Linked DNA regions of Oryctolagus cuniculus: region 2 is linked to region 1. A link is a contact called in public Micro-C data. All regions are on one chromosome and are shown on one strand. Each heading gives the region's core, a stretch centred on a gene start, on an enhancer-like site or on the middle of the called end of the contact. The rest is flanking DNA. Distances are from core to core; before and after follow the strand shown. Region 1 holds the start of DCLRE1B (DNA cross-link repair 1B). Region 2 holds the start of PHTF1 (putative homeodomain transcription factor 1).

Evidence for each region. Hi-C and Micro-C count contacts between places; a contact is called where the count stands out from the background.
Region 2: a Micro-C map of ear pinna shows a contact between it and region 1, with 4 times the contacts expected there. The contact joins the promoter of PHTF1 here to the promoter of DCLRE1B in region 1. A contact is called at or near these places in 2 of 6 Hi-C or Micro-C datasets (ear pinna and psoas muscle).

The regions. Positions count from the first base shown.
Region 1 is chr7:56,466,580-56,469,316 of mOryCun1.1, forward strand. It overlaps DCLRE1B (DNA cross-link repair 1B), which reads right to left and starts at 1,420. Exons shown (of 3, transcript XM_051856148.2): 1 at 918-1,420. It overlaps AP4B1 (adaptor related protein complex 4 subunit beta 1), which reads left to right and starts at 1,567. Exons shown (of 11, transcript XM_008264641.4): 1 at 1,567-1,700; 2 at 1,833-2,020. The coding sequence starts at 1,908.
Region 2 is chr7:56,625,348-56,628,061 of mOryCun1.1, forward strand. It overlaps PHTF1 (putative homeodomain transcription factor 1), which reads left to right and starts at 1,400. Exons shown (of 19, transcript XM_070077843.1): 1 at 1,400-1,538; 2 at 1,815-1,889; 3 at 2,480-2,536. The coding sequence starts at 1,845.

The DNA.
Region 1 (2,737 bases), core at 170-2,669:
CAAGCACAGATGGGCATGTTCTTACTATTCTGAGTGCTGTGCAACATAGCTGCTTTGTGGAAATGTCTCCATCCCCGCCCTGCTCAAGAAATGTAGCATCGAGGCTGGGAAGATGGAAGGGACCCCTCTGGAGGCCCACCTGTGTAGAGGATGGTTCCAAAGTATCCTTCGAAGAGAAACATGACAGAACCAGGGCAGTGATGGGCATCCAAGAGGGTTACAGTCATGGTCTCTCGTCCAATTTCATCGAGCGGCAGCACGTGGCTCTCACCGACCTCTAGGGCTCGGATCCACTTCTTGGACACCTGGGGGAGCAACAGGGCATCCCTGGGACTATCCCGTATACAAACCAAGGAAAGCTGACAGAATCCTGAGTCACCCTGGGGCAGAAGCCGGGCTGAGGATTCCCAAGCATCCACCCATCCTCCTCCCGTTCCCCACCCTGCCCTTCAGACAACTTCCAAGCATTCAGAAAACAATCCAGTCAAGGATTCTCAGATTTTCTCCAGGTCCTAATAATCCCTTGAGGCAACTGTTAAAAAAAAAAAATTCCAGCCAGATTTTTAGGATCCACACCAACCTACTGAATCAGATCGGGGGGCGTGGGAGGGGGCTGGACGATGTCTATTTCCCCAGCCTAGGTGGATTAAGATAAGACACGTTTAGGAAACATGGGCCTAGTTTATGGGAAAAGGTAGGGATAATTTCTGTGGGTGGGCTGAAAGGTTTCCCCAACTAAAATACTCAAATCGGTGAGTTGGAAGCCACGCTCGGCTGGATTCAAACTACTCCACATTTGTCAAAATCAGCCGTCCGGGGGGCCCACTCTGATTCCCAAGGCTGTGACAGGTCAGAATTCCCCACCCGGACGCCAGGACCAGCTCTGCGGAGGCCGACTCCGGTCCCCTGCCCCGTACCTGTCGCTGACGATGCAAGAGGTGGGCAGTGATTGGGGAGCAGTAGAGGGGCCGGGCCCAGGTGCTGGACAGGCCGACCGTGTGGTCCGAGTGCATGTGGGATAAAAAGAAAAGCCGCGCGCTACCAGCCCGGCGCAGGCTCCAGAAGTCCACAGCAATGGGCGTGTGCGGGATCAGGACCCCGTTCATGGTGGCGGGGCTCGAGTCACCGGTGGGGTCTTCCTGGGAACTGCGTTCCAGCGCCAGGCTTCCACCACGGCGCCTCAGACGTCATGCTGGGGCAGGAACTGGGCCACGGGCCCTAAGGGAAAAGTCAGCTCAGTAGAGAAGGCGCTAGAGTGGGCACCGTCGGAGCCAGGACGCAAACCGCGGAAGACGCGGCACAGAGAGCCACTCCTTCCCGCGCGGGAGCCCAGGGCCGGCCCCAGCACTCAAAGCGCGCGCTGCAGGGAGGAGACAGGCCGAAGCAGCCGATTTCCGATGGCCCGCCGCAGCTCCACCAGAGGTAGCCTCGCGGCTGCGCTGAAAGGTGAGAGGTTGGGGGAAGGGCATCCCTAAGGTCGGGATCGCCACCGCGCTCGGCGCTCGCAGGGAGAGGCAACTGCTAGAGGAGGGCCCTCCGCGAGGGGGCGGGACTTCCGCCGACAGCGCGATTGGGCCTATCGGAGCCGGCAAGAAAGGCTGGAACTGGAGAGGGCGGGGTTGTCCGCGGCGGGGTTGCAAATAGGACGCGGGGCCTAGAGGTAGCGGGTGTGATTTGTAGGCGGAGCGATCGGCCTGCAGGTGCGGGGTGAGGTCTGAAGGGCCCGGGGCGGAGGGAGGGAGCTCCCCAGGGTGCGAGGCTCCCAGGACTCGGGCTCCGGCTCCGGGGTGGGGTGGGGTGTCTTCTCCCTGACCGACGTTTCCTTCGTTCAGGCTCCGCATCAGGACCTGAAGGCGTCCACGCTTTGCCGGGGCGCGGTGGGAAGTGGCCCGAGACTGTTGGCGAGGATGCCTTACTTAGGCTCGGAGGACGTGGTGAAGGAGCTGAAGAAGGCTCTGTGTAACCCTCACATTCAGGCTGATAGGCTGCGCTACCGGAACGTCATCCAGCGAGTGATTAGGTACCGCCCACTGCCCCCCAGCCCCTGGGAAGGAGTGCACGCCGTCACCCGCGGCGGTTGTGCGGTGGGGGTTTCCTCCTGCTTCTCAGGAGCGTGCTGGTGGGAGAGCCCCGGGCTCAGGCTGTAACAGGCACACTGAACCGCCGACTTCCGGATCTGGGATAATGTTTAGCACAGACCTCCTTTTGTTGCTTCAGATGCCCTTGTCCTACTGCCTGCCTGGCATTTCCACCAGGATAGTTCATCAAAGGTTTGCCCAAAAGAGCACCAAGGTCCTTCCCCCAGCCCCGAACCTGCTCTTCCGCTTGTGTCTGTGTCAATGAGGGACGCCAGCCGGCCGTCTGTATGAGTCAACCTTGGCACCTGAGCCTCACTTCTCTTGTCAGCTGGGATGATCTCACAGTTCTAAACATCCAGCCTCTCCGCGTCTCTCTCTCTTATTGGCACTGCTGGTGTTCTGGTTCAGGCCTTCATTACCAAAGCCAATTGCAATAGCTAACTAGTAGGTCACCTTGCCCCATTTAAGTCAGAATGTTTCCACTGTAACAAATCTGAACACATAATTCATGCCTACAGCTGTGGTTCACAGAATTTACTATGCACAAAAGCCCCCTCGGATGCCTTTTTAAAAATATATGTATTTTGGCCGGCGCGCGGCTCACTAGGCTAATCCTCCACCTTGCGGTGCCGGCACACAGGGTTCTAGTCCTGGTCGGG
Region 2 (2,714 bases), core at 150-2,649, 160 kb after region 1:
CACACAGGGAAAGTACAGAGAGGAGGAGAAGGTGCCTTTTGCTTTATTAACTTTCCTTAATACTAGCCTATCCTCAAGTATTCAATTCTGGGCGCAACTCTTCCTTTCTCCTTTTACCAGCCTGCTTGTATTCCTTTTTTTATTTTTATTTTTTGACAGAGTGGACAGAGAGAGAAAGGTCTTCCTTTGCCGTTGGTTCAACCTCCAATGGCCGCCGTGGCCAGCGGGCTGCGGCCAGCGCCCCGCGCTGATCCGATGGCAGGAGCCAGGTGCTTCTCCTGGTCTCCCATGGGGTGCGGGGCCCAAGCACTTGGGCCATCCTCCACTGCACTCCCTGGCCACAGCAGAGAGCTGGCCTGGAAGAGGGGCAACCGGGACAGAATCCGGCGCCCCAACCAGGACTAGAACCCGCTGTGCCGGCGCCGCAAGGCGGAGGATTAGCCTAGTGAGCCACGGCGCCGGCTTGAATTCCTTTTTAAAAAATGTTTTGGCCCATGATATTTGTGCTTCCTGGGCGGGGGCCTTGCTTGCGCTCAACCTGGACGCCGTTGCCGCGCCACCTCCCTTTACTCTAATTTGAGAAGTCTGTGCGCCCACGGGCCTCAGCTGTGGTCGTCCTCTTCCCTCACCCTCCAGCACCGGAGGAGTGCCGGGGCCGCCGCCTGCGGCCCCTGCCAGACCTCTGGGTCCGGCCAGCGTGAGCTCAAACATCCCTTCCTCCAGCCAACGCCGAGAACCTTATCCGCGCTCGTTGCCGGGCCCCACGGCCCGCTGGCGCAGGGCAGGCTTTCAGCCAGGAAATCAAGTGCTACGAAGGGCCGGACCCGGGACTGTTAGGCTAGCAGGCCCGACCGCCTACAGGTCCACGGTGGCAAGGCCGTTTCTGAGGAGGCGACTTGGAGGCCGAGCCCCGAAAGGGTGCTGCGGGGACCCTGCTCGCGGCCCCCAGTCGCGGCGCCTCTCAGTCCCCTGGCCGGGCCGAGCTCGGCGGAAAGGTCCGGGCCAGGGGCGGAGCCAGCTGGGCTGCGAGAGCCGGAAAGCGGAAGCCGAGTCCCGCGGCCCCGCGGCCGGCCCCGCTGCGGCAGCCAGCTCTGCGCCGGCTGAGTCACGGCCGGCCGGGCCCCGGAGCCCGAGCGCCGCCGTCCCGCCTACCCCGGGGCCCTGGGGCCCCTGCACCTGTGTCTTCCAGCCGGGCCCAAAGCCTTCTGCCGTTGCCGTAGCGACTGGCGGCCTAGCGAAGCTCCCCTTCACTTTTTAGCCCTTTCATCCCCCGGTTCAGTCAGTGCTCCTTGTCTGGTCAGCCCGGCGGCGCCGTGTCGGAGGCGGCAGACTGCCCTCCTCTGGGCGCTGGGCGGCGGACTGCCTGCGAGCCCCGGGCGGCCGCCGCGGTCTCCATGGTAACGGCGCCGCCGGCGTCGCCGCCTCGGGGGGAAGATGCGGCCTGCAGGGCCGGCAGCCTCGCCGCGGGCCTCACGGCCGGGCGGGGGCCGCTGAGGAGGAAGGTCCGGGCCGCCGGCCTGCGGGGCGGCGGGCGCCAGGTGAGAGGCGGCCGCCGGGCCGCGGAGGGGCGGCGAGGCCTGCTCCAGCGCCGTCCCCTGCCCTCCCCCTCGCCTGCCTCCTAAACACCCTCGCACCGACCATTGCAGAGGCTTCTTCGGTCGCCACTGCGCCAGTATTTTTTTTTTTTTTTTTTTTTTTGTCGCTGGCGAACAGCCGGAGAAAGAGATAGTCAGCAGCTCATGGAGAGGCTGAGAGGAGTCGGGAGAGTAGCCTTCAGCGACTGGCCTCACCCGCTGGTTTTCCTTCGTTTTCAGTGAAATCCCATTTTCTGGCTGGAGTCACAGATGGCCTCAAATGAGAGAGATGCTATATCGTGGTACCAAAAGAAGGTAATATCGGTATATATATATTGTTTATTTGTAAAGCGTATTTCCTGCAAAAAAAAAAAAAAAAAAAAAAAAAGCTCCGCCAACGAGTATCGTGTTAGGAGTTTGCAAATGCCAGGACTCATATGTGATGTCTCAACATCAATGGAAAGAGGGATGTGCAGGGTCATTATGGCTTCTGACGCCGGTTTTGGGGCCCGCAGTAAGATTTTCGGGGACCCTTTGTCCAGCTTGCATCCACCAGCCACGGACATTTGCTTCTGATCAAACTTTTTCTTCCAAAGACGCGAATCGCTGATCTACGCCGCTCAGCTTGGGGTGCTCTGGTTTTCCCTGAGAAGTGGAAACCTCTTTTATGTTAATATGAACTTGCAATATTTTGAGTGATACTTTTTAGCTTACTTTTGGATCTAGCTATTGTAGAGTTTTGAAGGAAACAGCCCTTACAAGGGTTTAATTTATTTTAAATCGGAGAAGCACCAACATTTTCCAGTCATCACCTGGGTACTTAATAGGTTCGTGACTTTTGTGAAGCTTGACTGAAATATAAGGATTTCTTCTGCATTGTTTAAATAGCCTGCTCCCTGTTTCAGATTGGAGCATATGATCAGCAGATATGGGAAAAGTCAATCGAACAGACTCAGATTAAGGTAAATTGATTTGTCTGATTCTAGTTTTGTTTTGCTGTGTTAATATGAAGAGTGGGTTATACTTTTTTTTTAATTGTACTTTTTTCCACCAAGTATGGCATTGTTTAGTTTTTGGGGTTTATAAGGATAACAATAGTACAAGCATAATGGTAAATGACATCTGGCCACAGCATTGGGA